Linked DNA regions of Mus musculus: all the other regions are linked to region 4. The links are chromatin contacts, called in public promoter capture Hi-C maps. All regions are on one chromosome and are shown on one strand. Each heading gives the region's core, a stretch centred on a gene start, on an enhancer-like site or on the middle of the called end of the contact. The rest is flanking DNA. Distances are from core to core; before and after follow the strand shown. Region 1 overlaps Cdr2 (cerebellar degeneration-related 2). Region 2 has its middle 15 kb from the start of Slc5a11. Region 3 holds the start of Tnrc6a (trinucleotide repeat containing 6a). Region 4 holds the start of Ndufab1 (NADH:ubiquinone oxidoreductase subunit AB1).

Region 1 (3,259 bases), core at 9-2,508, 1.1 Mb before region 4:
GTCTCAACTATGTAGTCCTGGTTAGCCTACTGGTACCCACTATGCAGACCAGGCTGGCCTTGAACTCACAGAGATCTGCCCATCTCTGCCTCCTAAGTGGAGGGATTAAAATCATGCCCTATTACACCAGCTCAATTTTCTTTAAAACAAACAAACAAACAAACAAACATGTTCTAAATTTTCATTTATGGATTGTCTGGGGTATGCGTGTGTGTATTGTCTGGGGTGTGTGTGGATCATCTGGGGAGGTTGTGGATCGTCTGGGTGTATGGATCTTCTTGGGGGGTGTGAATACCATGGCACAAATGTGGAGTCAGAGGACAACTTGAAGGAGTCAGTTTTCCCCTCCCATTCTAAGTCCTGAGTAAAGTCATCTTGGTAGCCATTTTTAAACATCAAAAACAATACTTCAATTACTGATCATCTTTTACAATGACTGTTTGAAATGCACTAATAGCCTCTGGAAGAATACTTGGCATTAGTATTATAATCAGTCCTTGGAAGCTGAACCATCATGGCACCTTTAGTTCTAGCACTTGGGAGGCAGAGGCAAATAGATCTCTGCAAATCTGAGGCCAGCCTGGTCTACATGGTGAGTTCTAGGATAGCCAGGACCACATGGTGAGACCTGTCTCAATACCCGACCCCCGACCCCCGCCCCCGTGTTCTTCATAGTAAGTCTTAGAGACTTCCTCCTCCTGTTCTCACCAGCTGACCAGTATCCCTCATCCCCGATCAGTATTTTGTTCAACAATGGTTTCAACTCATTTTAGATCTCTCTGGGAGATGGGGTAAATGCTGACTTTTTGGTTCTTAATCATAACTGTTTTTCTTTCTCTATCTTTTTCAATTTTCAAGACAGGGTTTCTCTATGTAGCCCTGGGTGTCCTGGAACTTACTCTGTGGATCAGGCTGGCCTCAAACTCACAGGCCCACCTGCTTCAGTTTGGGTGCTGACGATTAAAGGTACGCATTACCACACCTGCCTTATTGTTTTTGTAAATTAGAAAACAACAACACTCCCACTCCATGTTTTAATTACTTGTCTAGTGAGGAAAACTGTCAATAAAATTTTGAAAAGTTTAGGACCCCGGAGACTTAGGGACAGAGCGTGTATTCAGCACTCGAAATCCACAGAAGCAAATGAAACCGAAGTAAAAGTTAGGTTAAAATTTGCACAAGTCACTACACTCATGTGAAGTTCAAACAGAGGCTAATCCAGGGTGTCTGGGTGGGGTGCTGGTTACTGGGGTAGTGAGTGAATGACTGATAATGTTTTCACTCCTTATCTGAGTGTAGGCTGCACCGGTATGTTTACTTCACAAAAATTTGTAAAGGCTGAGGCAGGAGACTGAGTCTCAAACCGACCCAGATTGCAGAACAACACTTCCTGTCTCAAATAAATAACAAGAATTTGACTAATTCTTTAAGTTTAAGCACAGGTCGTTAAAATAAATTATAAAATCAAATACTGCATCAAAACAAACCTTCCTACCTAACTCTAAATATGGAATGGTGTTTAGTTGGAAGGAGGGAGGTGCCACCAAAGAAGAGTATGCAGGGAATGTCAATAGTCTGGGCAGTTCTCTCCCCAAACTGGGGGGTGGCGGTGGGGGGGCTGGGCTGCACAGTCCTGTTCTGCATGTGCTTTCCGCATGTGTTTCTGCATGCACTTTCTGCATGTGCTTTCCCGCATGTGTTTCCCGCATGTCTTTCCGCATGTGCTTTCCCGCATGTGTTTCAGCATGTGCATGCTTTCCACATGTGTTTCTGCACGTGCTTTCTGCATGTGCATGCTTTCTGCATGTGTTTCTGCATGTGCGTGCTTTCCTGTATACCTTCCATGTTGCATAACTAATTTTATTACTAAAAGAAAAAGAAACTTAAAAAACTAAGTACAACTTCATAGCATTTGCTTTACACACTGGCAAATACTAGATTGTTTACTTTTACACACTTTACCAAGGTTGAAGAGAAAACTATTTTTAATCAGAGCATACTTACCTACTAGGCACATCTAAAGAAAGTGTCTTTGGTGGTTCAATTTCTCAAAAAAGACTACTTCCAAGTTGAATACTATTTCTAGCTGCAAGTGCTATTTTAGAGGTCGATGACAACAGCAGAGAGCCACACATCAGAGGATGTACCTCTCCCACTGAATAAATTACCTCGATTTCCTGTAACTGCTCCTGATTGGTTGTGTACATCTGCTGAAGAGAATCTTCCAACTCTGTGTTCCGATCCAGTAGCGTCTTTCCAAGTTCAGCAGCAAGCTGGAGATCTGGCACAACAAACAACTCTTAGGACGCAGCAAGTCCAATGAGCTCACTTCAATTTTTATATAACTCAGTTCTTAAAGTAAATGAAGCAAGCCCCACACATGCAAGTCAGGTCCCAGTAGAACGCAGAATGACCTAAAAGAAATCCGAGTCCTACTTAAAATTCAGTTGACCTGGGGCCTGCTAGCAGGTGAAGGACTCTCTCATGCACCCTGTCAGACATAAAAGACAGTAGTCTATTTCATAGAGATGTGGGCATTATTTCAGAAATGACCATTCAGTCTTACAATTCCAAATAGTCTTTTGGTAAAAGACTTATTCAAATCCTGACATTGTGCTTTTGAGATGAATCCTTGAGCCAAAGAGATAGGCCTCTTAGCAGCCTCCAAAATTTCTAGCAAGCTACTGTGAACACAACTGGCAAAGCAAAGTTTGTTGTCTGGACTCCTTTAAATTGTTTCCTTTGAATTTGTGTGTGTGTGTGTGTGTGTGTGTGTGTGTGTGTGTGTGTGTCTATGAGAGTTTATGTACCGCTGAAGGTCAGAAGCAACACTGGACCCCATGGAACTGGGGTGACATGTGGTTGTGACCTATTGATGTGAGTGCTAAGAACCTACTCCAGATCCTCCACAAAAGCAGGCCATGCTCTTAATGACTGAGCTCTCTCTCCAACCCCCTATATCCTAGACTCTCAGGGCAGCTAAACATTAATGCCAGTGGTGAGATACTTGTTTCACACACAAGTCTGTCTCTCCCAACCCCAATTCCTATCACATCTTTTTTGTTCTTCTTCTTTTTTTTTTTTTTCCGTTTTGTTTAGTTTTTTGTTTTTTTAAGGCAAGGTTTCTCTGTGAGGCCTGACTGTCCTGGAACTCACTTTGTAGACAAGGCTGGCCTCGATCTGCCTGTCTCTGCCTCCTGAGTGCTAGGATTAAAGGCATGTACCACTGCCACACAGCCCTATCACAGCTTTTAAGCAA
Region 2 (3,089 bases), core at 245-2,744, 1.1 Mb after region 4:
TCACATAAAGGTGGAAGGAGGTAACCAGGGCCACAAAGTAGTCCCCCGATCTCCACTCAAGTACCCCACTACCACCACACACCCACAGAGTAATAGATAAAAGAAGTAAGGTAATAGTGACAGAGGGAAGGCTGGTGAGATGGCTCAGTGGGTAAGAGCACCCGACTGCTCTTCCGAAGGTCTGGAGTTCAAATCCCAGCAACCACATGGTGGCTCACAAACATCTGTAACAAGATCTGACGCCCTCTTCTGGATTGTCTGAAGTCAGCTACAGTGTACTTACATATAATCAATAAATATTTAAAAAAAATAGTGACAGAGGGAGACACCAACAATTGCTCTGGCTCTATAGACCCCCCCCATTCATATGCATACTCATACGCACACACACCCATACACATTCATATGCACACACTCATACACACACCTATACGCACTCATACGCACACACTCACACTTATACACACACTCATGTGCACACACTCAGACACCACCCCAGCAGGGATGCAGTTGAGAAGCAGTTCACTTGCCTAGCATGCCCAAAGCACTAGAAAAAAAAATTTTTTTTTCCTTTTAAATGTATGTGCATGTGTGTTTTGCCTGAGTGTATGTATGTGCTCCACATGCAAGCAGTGCCCAAGGAAGGCAGAAGAGAGAGTCAAGTCTTGTAGGACTGAGAGTTACAGGTGGTACTGAGTTGCCATGTGGGTGCTGAGAGCCCAGGGCCTCTGGAAGAGCAACCAGTGCTCTCAACCACTGATCTATCTCTTCAGCCCCCAAATAGATATTCTTAAATTGAGTCTTGATTTTGAGGTGAACCAAATCTTAGAAATCCCTAAGTAGGGCTGAAGTAACGGTTCAGCAGGTAAGAGCACTAGCTGCTCTTTCAGAGGACCCAAGTTCAATTCCCTCACGTGGCAGCTGTAACTACAGTCCCAGGAGACCTACACCCTCTTCCGGCCTCCTAGGGCACCAGGCAAGCACATAGAGCTCTTATATACACGCAGCCAGTCACACCCACAGAGAGCAGTGAATCTTTAAACATAGATAAAAATCTCCGAAGTGAAACCGAGAGAGTCCAAAGGTGAGGGAACAGAGCAGGGCAGAGCTCTTACACTTGGCAGTTCCTGACCTTGGAAACCTCCTCTGGTTTCTGGTTAAGGAGGCTTCGGAATTGGAGCTACCTAGGGGGAAAGTCTCAGCAGGCCGCTTGCACCTCTGAGCGAGCGCTGGCCCAATCCAGCCCACCTGTTTTCCTCTCAAGCGTTTCTGACAGGGCCATGTCAGCGTCCCGCCACATCCACCCACAGCATCCTCTTGGCCTCGGCATCTCTCTGTTCCTACATAACACTCAGCTCCTTGCATTTTCATAAACAGACAATTTTCCTCCAGTAAGTTGCCAGAGCTAAGAACGTGGCTTCAGACAGTGTCTTGCTCATGGCCCACAGAGCCACTACCTCAGTCAAAATGAAATCTGACCTTTGTTCCTCTCTGTTCAAGCTGGTCACTGCTGTGATTACAACCCTTCAGTGACTTCAGCAACTGGGGAGAGCCAGTCTCCACAGGAGGCAGGACTGCAAGGTTGTCTCCTACCTCAGGACATTTGCTCTTGCCTGTACCACTTTAATTCCAGATGTGGCTGGTTGCCTCCTGACCCCACTTCAGGTGCTACTTTGGGGAACCCTAAGTTCAGTCTCCCTCTCAACTAGGGCAAATTTATCCCCATCAATACTGGGACGATGTGGCCACATCTGTAGACCCTGTTAATGGAGAGAGCCATGAGCTCTACTCCTTACCAACCAAGAGAATGTGACTGCTGTTAAACTTAGCATGCACCGGGCCGGGGCAGCAGGAGTATGTACCACGAACCTGGCACCCAGCACCAGGCACCCGGCAGCGTACGCGACAGTCCAGCATGCACAACTCACAGCTGTCTGCACCCTCAGTGCTCTGCTGTCTGGATAAATCTGGTGCAGTCTTGCCAAGGCCAGTTTCCATCTATAAGCTCCAAATGCAATGAGAATGACTCAGTGGGACTTCCAGCTATCAAGCCCTCGAGAAACGGCCAGATCTTACCGTGCCCCGGAGGTCTTGTGTGATCTGCTTCTATAGCGGCCCTCTGACCGCACCCTGTTCATGCACTCAGGACTTCTCTACTTGGCTTCAGGTTTCCTGGTGTGGTGCCAACACAGCTACCTGTGCGAGAGACTGGGAGGAGCTATGGCCAGCAAGCTCTACACACAAGGTAACCTACACATTCCAGAGAGAACCCCACACCCCAGAAAGAGGAGACAGGAGATGAAGGGGATATAGTTAGGGACGCCCCCAACCCCCTTTTTGTACTTTTGAGATAGGTTCTTACTGTGTAGCCCAGGCTAACTTCAGACACACAGTCCTCTGGCTTCAGCTTCTTGGGTGCTGGGGTTACAGGAATGCATTACTTCTCTGGGTAGAGACTACCATTAATGCCCTGGGTATAAAAAGATGGACATCTCCTGGGACGGCCTGGCTCTGTCCTCCCATTCATTACATGCTAGAAACTTGATGCTCACTCTCATACGTTAATGGTACTTAGAGCCTTTGGAAAAATGAAAAAAAAAATCAACCCATCCATGCCTTAATGGATTATTGGGTATGGAATGTGACTGTGCGATAAATGTAACCTCTCTCCTGAAAGCTTACTCTGACTCCGCGTTAAGACCCAGCAAGAAGACCCTTGCCAGATGTCAAATACAAGCCGGCGCCATGTTTCTGGAATTCCCAGCCTCCAAAACCGTGAGCTAAATAACTCTATTATTTTTTATAAGTTATACAGCTTCAGATATTTTGTGTCAGCAACAGAAAGAAGACTGAGGCGGCAGGCAAGCAAGGAGAGGGCGGTCTAGAACAGTTGGGTGGCTGCGGGGCATCACACGAGGACAGGAAGCCTTGCTTCTGTCTGGAGCTCAGGGGTGGAGTTGCATAAGGAAGCTAGGTTGGAAGCCAATGGGAGAAGGAGGTGGGGAATGAGATGGGGGCCAGGAACTGCACCACTGCGCATGTGTGCCCTTGAAAAAAGCAGCTAGACCATTCGGAATACACACCAAGAG
Region 3 (3,364 bases), core at 675-3,174, 1.0 Mb after region 4:
TAAACCACCATGTGGGTGTTGGGAACTGAACTTAGATTCTCTGGAAGAGCGGCCAGTGCTCTTCTGACTACTGAGCTCTTTTTTACAGCCTCAGTTGTGGTTTTGATAGAGGAAAAAGTAATCATTACCTTCCAAAATTATAATTTGTGAATTAGTCTAATCACTTAACCTTGGTAAGGCAAGGAATATAGAGTAGAGAAGATGGGTGTTGAGGTAATCACAGGAATTGGGCAGAAACAAAGGCAAAACATTATAGGAAAGATTCTGTCTTAATTTGCCTTCTATCACTGTGATGAACACCATACTGACAAGCAAATTGGGGAGGAGAGGGTTTATCAGCTTACAGTTCATAGTTCATCATATAGGAAAATCAGAGCAGGAACTCAAGGCAAGAACCTAGAGGCAGAAACTAAAGCAGAGACATAGAGGAGTGTGCTGCTTACTGGCTTGCTCCCCATGGCTTGTAGCATGCTTTCTCATACAACCTGGGATGGCCTCTAAAGAGCTTCCATATCAACTATTAATCAAGAAAATGCCTATAGAGTTGCCTACAGCAATTTGATGGGGGCATTTTCTCAGATGACTCCATCTTGTATCAGTTTAACAAAGAACCTAACCAAAGTTGATCCTGTGTGTGTGTGTGTGTGTGTGTGTGTGTGTGTGTGTGTGTGTGTTATAGATCACTAGAACTCAGGAGAGAGAGATAGGCAGATTTCTGAGTTTGAGTCCAGTCTGGCCTACATAGGCTAGCCAAGGATATAGAGTAAGACCCCCATCTCAAATAAATTAAAATGTAAAAATTACTAGCATTTATTTGTTATTCTTCATTTTGCAATTTGTAATTTTTTTCCAAAAAATGTTTATAGGGTGTTCATAAAATTAAGAACACCAAAAGAAGAAAAATGCAAAACAGACGTTAACATGCTGGCTAGTTCCTTTCTGGGCATTCATCCACTCATTAGCTAACTACAACACACATTTCTCCTAGAGCAGAAGCAGACAATCACAGAGCTTGTTTCATGGGAGAGACTGGAGCAGGTTTAAACCAGTTAAAGGACTTAGAATAGAAAAGGGCAAAAGAAGGTTGTCTGCAGAGCGAGTTTTCTGAGAAAGTAAAAGGGAGTAGATTTTAAGTAGAGGAGAAATGTGCAGATTACTAGCATTATATGCACCGAATATGTATGTACCTATGTGCATTATAATATCTTAATGCATTATATTGCAGCATCCCCCTTTGGGTATGTATCTTATTGTATTTACAATCAGGTATGTGTCTATATTGTAATTTAAGAAAATAATTGTAATAATTGTATCTTCATGTATTATATTACTGTATCTTATTTTATCTACATGTAGACTTACATACTTTACCTACAGACATGTATCTTACAGTGTTCACATGTAAGAATTTTTGGGTGTTCACATGTCTTTCTGAGAACTAGTATGGCATCTGCGTTTCCATTCTTTTATTGTAACCAAGACCCCAGGTATTGCAAGTAGCTGCGTTTAATGCCACCTCATAGCATTAGATGTCGTAGCTGGCTACAGTTATTCAACCTTTCCTGTGCATTTGAGTTAATATCTTGATTGTGAAGTACTTAAAAGTGATACCCAAATGGTTATTTCTTGAGCAGAGAAATTCGTGCAAGTGGAATTGCTGAGTCAAGGGTGTGTAAAAATTTGAGGCACAAAAATAAAAAAAATGAAACTTCTGGGATGCATTCTTCACCTGGGAAGAGGCACAAATCGAGAGGTTAAATAAATGTGGCTGAAGGTCAAAAGTAATTAGATGTGGGTGAATTTAAAAAACGGCGCGGGCTAGTCTGGCAGCGGCAGGGGTGGAATTTGCGGTTTGCTGGATTTTTTTTTTTTTTTTTTTTTTAAAGGCGTGTTTCTGTAAGGGAGGGGCCGGGCCGAGGGGAAGGAAACTTGTGTCGCAGTAAAGAAGGAGGAGGGGATGGTCCGAGGCAAGCCCGAGCCAGCCTCGGCGAAAAAGGCCGCGCTCCGCTCTTGCCAGGCCCCAGAGCCGCTCGTGGGGAACCTCGGAGTTCCCCGACAGCTCCGGCGAAGTCCTGGACGCGTCAGACAGTTGTCAAGTGGCTGCCTCGTCCGGCAGGCCTAGTTGCTAGGACCTCCATCTTGGGGCTCCCGGGCCACGGCGCCCCCGGAAGGGGTTGCGAGTGGGGCATTCACTTCCGGTCTGGGGCCTGCGGCGGCAGCGGTGGCGGCGGCGGCGGCGGCGGCAGCGGGACGGTGTAGAAAATGGCGCTGGTGCAGCGGCTCGGGCCTGTCCCCGCGGCGCTGCGGAGGGCTTGAGGCTCGCGAGCCTCGTTCCCCGCGCCTCACGCGCTAGTGCACTTTACACACATGAGGTGAGCGGACCGGAGGGGAGGCTCGCTCGGGGGGCCAGGAGCCAGCCTCCGGCGCTGCCGCAGGACCCCCTCGGGCTGATGGGCGGCGGCGCGGGGCAGTCCCCGGGGGGACGCGGGCGTGGGCGGGAGTCCCGGGCGGTCCGGGAAGCTTGGTCCGGCGCGGGCTACGGCTCTGGGCTCGGTCGCCCTGGGCTCGGCGGCCCGCAGCGCTGCAGCCCGCAGCCCCGCCCCTCCCCCACCGCGCGGGCGCTCTGCCGCAGCAGCTCCGTTTTCACGCGCATCCCCTCCCCCCGTTTTTTTTTTTTTTTTGTGTTTGTTTTTGTTTGCTATTTCAGAGAATTGGAAGCTAAAGCTACCAAAGACGTAGAGAGAAATCTTAGCAGGTAAGATGGGCGAGCCTTCGGTCTCCCGCCCCTTTATAATCGTGTGTTTCCACTCTGCTTCGCTCTTCCTGGGTTTACGGACCCCCCCCCCCCAACCTCCACCCCCACCCCCCAACCCCGTGTCATTTGCTTTCGCACTCACGGAACAGACATTCGGGAGAAACGGCCTCAGGGAATATTGCATGGGGGGGGCATTGCAGGGAGACGCGTAATTACGAGTGTGTTCGTTCTTAAAAAGAAAAGCAAAAGGCAGTTCTTGTAAACTTAGTTAAAGCATTCTCACCCTTTTAGAATTTAATTAGGGGACTTGTGCATTAATTACTATTGTAAATGGTTGCAGGCATTGTGTGACTCATGATTGAGGCGGCCCTTATGGCGGGCTGTCAAACTGTTTTGGCTTCCCCGTTATTACTTTGTAGCTAAATTGTTGCCTTTATAAAAAGATACTATGTGTTCACATTTTTTCCTCTCTGTCTCTGCACATTGTAGTCAGGCGGATTCTGTTGCATTGGAAACAGTTTTGTCCTTGAACTTCATGAAGCATAAACTGCGTTTTGTTTTCCTTTGAAACTACATTTTAGTCTGTGTTCAGTGTGTGCTCTTTTTATC
Region 4 (3,203 bases), core at 610-3,109:
AACCTCTGGAAATGAAGCACCTCAAACACAGCTGTTTGACATAAACCCTCGCCTCTTCAAAACTCTCCCTTGTTCTACTCTCCATATTCTGGAAACTTCCAAGCCAACTGATTTCACTCATCTAAGCTGGGTGAGTCAGAGAAAACCCTTTAACAAAGCTTGCTTACCATCTGCTTTCTGGCTGTGCAGAGGACATCCACAGTCCAATAACAAATCTAAAATGTTTTGCAAACAACTGTGTCTCCACATCTGTGAATGACCGTAACCAAAACCATTCTGTAAGCATAAAGCAGTTCCTCTACTATCTGTATAAAGCAGACAGAGAGCACACCACCTGTTCAAAGCATGGTCCCAGGACCCCATCTAGAAAGCCCACAAAAATACTTTATGCACAACTTAAGTTTGAGAAGTAACATTTTAGCTTAATCTGAAATTGGTCTCTAGATCCTAAGGCACAGCAGCTTTACTGCCCTTTTTTTTTTTTTAAAGATTTATTTATTACATGTAAGTACACTGTAGCTGTCTTCAGACACACCAGAAGAGGGCGAAATATCTCGTTACAGATGGTTGTGAGCCACCATGTGGTTGCTGGGATTTGAACTCTGGACCTTCGGAAGAGCAGTCGGGTGCTCTTACCCACTGAGCCATCTCACCAGCCCCCTTTACTGCCCTTTTAACACTTTTATAATGACAACCTTTTGGTCTAGCCAATGGGACAATGGCCTGCCTATCTATTACACTGTCGGTGAATCTCAACACAGGATGTAGAACCTTAGCTCTTCTTGTAGCGTGCAGGTGTGACTGAAACCACTACTTCAGGAAGGTCACTGAGTATGAGAATCGGTTCTTCAACTTGGCCCAAAGTCTACTACAGTACTTCCTAACCTTGCATGCACACTGGAACTTAAAACGCCATGCCAGGGCTTGATACCAGCGGAAAGAGTCAGAAGGGGAGCGGGAAGAGGGCTAGTTAGGGTTGAAAGTGACATCCTCACAGAGTTTAAGCCCCACACTGGTTTCATCAAATATGCAAACTACACAGGACTTGTTTCCTATCCTTACTTCCAGAAAGTTCACAGACAAAAGGTGCCACAGGGGGGAAATTACAATAGAACTCTGGGAACCTAGAGAATACTCTGCAGAGGACTATTATGGGCAAGTGGCTTTCCTCTTGTGTACGTCCTTGGAAGTGACCACGGTAATTGCCAATCGCAGTAGGTGCTCTACTCGAACTCTCACCTAAACTTCATTGCCACTCCGCAAGGATGAGAGCTGGTGTCCAATTTTGTTCTTCAGTCAAGACTGGGTCAAAAGCCGGGCATGGTGGCGCACGCCTTTAATCCCAGCACTCGAGAGGCAGAGGCAGGAGGATTTCTGAGTTCAAGGCCAGCCTGGTCTACAAAGTGAGTTCCAGGATAGCCAGGGCTATACAGAGTCTCGAAAAACCAAAAAAAAAAAAAAAAAAAAAAAAAAAAGACTGGGTCAAAGTCCTGTGCTCTAATCATAAGACACTTAGCTTCGCGACAGGGGTCAACCAAAACCCGTCAGGCAGTGGGGCTAGCCGTGTACCCCATCACCCCTGCAGGTTCTGTGCAGCCCCTCCCCCAACCCGGACGGCCCGGGGCCCTGACCCCTGACTAGCCCCGGCAAAGTCACCGCAAGTCACCTGCGCGAGCGCCAAGGCGGACTGCAGAGCCCCGGGTCTCCTCCGGATTCCCTCAGGGCATAGGGTGGTGCTGAGCGGCCGCGCCAAGGCCAACGTGGGAAGCCGGGGCAGCGGCGCGAAGGCCGCGGGCAGGCGGCGGACACAGGCGCAGAGGACACGAGACGCCATGGCTACGCCAACCCAGGATGCACTGCGCCGCAGCCTCCCGCCGCGGCCGCAGCTAGCGCCGTACGCCGGCGACGTACAGAGCGGCGCTTGAGGGCTGCGCGGGCGCGGGCGGACCCTAGCGGCTCCCAGCCGCGCTGCACCCACCTCCTTTAGAAGGACAAGGGCTGCTGTGGTTGCAACTGCACAAATGCCATCTAACCCTAAACACTGTCACTGACCCAAAAGAGAAACCGACTTGATTCTTCTCCCAAAGTTCTGAAATATATTGTTGGCTGTCAGTAGAGAGGAAGCGCCTAGCCTCGCCGAGACTTGAAGTAGCGAGGTACCCAGGGGGGTCCCCACCATCTCAGAGACGGAGAAGGGGATGGGGATGGGGGAAGGATTGTGGGAGGGGCTGACCGGGAGCGGGGAGGTAAAGTGAATAATTAAAAAATAAATAAATAAAGAGAAGTTTTAGGCAATCAACAATATGGGTTGGCCCACAATCAGCGAAAGGGGCACTCTCAAGCCTCAAATTAATTCATTAAATAAGGTTTTTCCTCCTAAATAAAAAGGATAGAGAATTTGAGAGGGGAATATGCTAGATTGTGAATTTTATAATGTCTAGCCTATGGGAGAAAGAGGCAGGAATTTCAGGGCAAAATCAACTCGACAGTAATTTTTTGCCTTTTCTTTGTGTCCCTTTCTGCAGAATGGTATATTAAAACTGCATCATTTTCAGAAAAAAAAAAAAAGTTGGGTGGGGATCATGGCATAGTGGCAAACAACATTAATACCATCACTCTGCAGCCAGGAGGATCTCTGAGAGTTGAAGAACACCCTGGTCTACACTGCAAGTTCCAAGCCAGCCAGGGCTACATAGTGAAACCCTATCTCTGAAAAATAAAATATGTCACGTTTCTCCCATAGCGCTAAGATTTTGTTATTGTTGTTTCAGTGAAAACTCAGTACACATTATAAGTGTGAGTTTTAAGACTAGTAGCCAAGTAGGTGTGACTGTCACGTCCTCATTCCCAACTCCAGAGGCTGAGGCAGGAGGATCATCTTATGGTGGTAGCCTAGACTACATAGCAAGGCCCTGTCTCAAAATAGATAAATAAACAAATAACCCCCCCCTCCACAAACCTCCCAAACTCCGTGTGCTTACAGTAACCTGGAGACCAGGAAATGGTGAAGTACAACAGTACATATTTTAAATTTTGATAATGCATGGATGTAGGGAATTTGCCTAGCATGACCGTTCTAGGTTCAGTCTGCAGTACAGCCAAAAGCGAAACTGGACAATGTGTGTATATTACAGATTAGGCAGGTTACTTACAGCTTTGCAGGTAGAATTCATTTTGACACTTCAGGATCTGAGACGGTGAAC

The links. Promoter capture Hi-C pulls out the DNA fragments that hold promoters and counts their contacts.
Region 1: a promoter capture Hi-C map of fetal liver shows a contact between it and region 4, with 3 times the contacts expected there. The contact joins the enhancer-like site here to the promoter of Ndufab1 in region 4. A contact is called at or near these places in 10 of 39 promoter capture datasets (the 3T3-L1 cell line, 3T3-L1-derived adipocytes, the C10 cell line and 5 more).
Region 2: a contact with region 4 is called in a promoter capture Hi-C map of liver, with 2.6 times the contacts expected there. The contact joins the enhancer-like site here to the promoter of Ndufab1 in region 4. A contact is called at or near these places in 3 of 39 promoter capture datasets (hippocampal neurons and liver) and 1 of 115 datasets of contacts at active chromatin or transcription factors (embryonic stem cells).
Region 3: a contact with region 4 is called in a promoter capture Hi-C map of pre-B cells, with 3 times the contacts expected there. The contact joins the promoter of Tnrc6a here to the promoter of Ndufab1 in region 4. A contact is called at or near these places in 8 of 39 promoter capture datasets (the 3T3-L1 cell line, 3T3-L1-derived adipocytes, the C10 cell line and 3 more), 1 of 484 Hi-C or Micro-C datasets (bone marrow-derived macrophages), 1 of 115 datasets of contacts at active chromatin or transcription factors (astrocytes) and 2 of 9 other capture datasets (adipose tissue and liver).

The regions. Positions count from the first base shown.
Region 1 is chr7:120,968,158-120,971,416 of GRCm38.p6, forward strand. Cdr2 (cerebellar degeneration-related 2) reads right to left here. Exons shown (of 5, transcript NM_007672.2): 2 at 2,169-2,281. Among named protein-coding and RNA genes, the nearest start is that of Cdr2, 13 kb to the right of the region's middle. Within about 2 kb of position 1,259, at least 17 of the 459 cell types and tissues checked have an H3K27ac peak or open chromatin away from gene starts, as enhancers often do. A contact at or near this core is called in fetal liver, where this site is marked.
Region 2 is chr7:123,197,862-123,200,950 of GRCm38.p6, forward strand. No RefSeq gene overlaps it. Among named protein-coding and RNA genes, the nearest start is that of Slc5a11, 15 kb to the right of the region's middle. Within about 2 kb of position 1,495, at least 22 of the 459 cell types and tissues checked have an H3K27ac peak or open chromatin away from gene starts, as enhancers often do. A contact at or near this core is called in liver, where this site is marked.
Region 3 is chr7:123,121,961-123,125,324 of GRCm38.p6, forward strand. It overlaps Tnrc6a (trinucleotide repeat containing 6a), which reads left to right and starts at 1,925. Exons shown (of 24, transcript NM_144925.3): 1 at 1,925-2,372; 2 at 2,708-2,755. The coding sequence starts at 2,368.
Region 4 is chr7:122,099,989-122,103,191 of GRCm38.p6, forward strand. It overlaps Ndufab1 (NADH:ubiquinone oxidoreductase subunit AB1), which reads right to left and starts at 1,860. Exons shown (of 5, transcript NM_001360744.1): 1 at 1,667-1,860. The coding sequence starts at 1,834.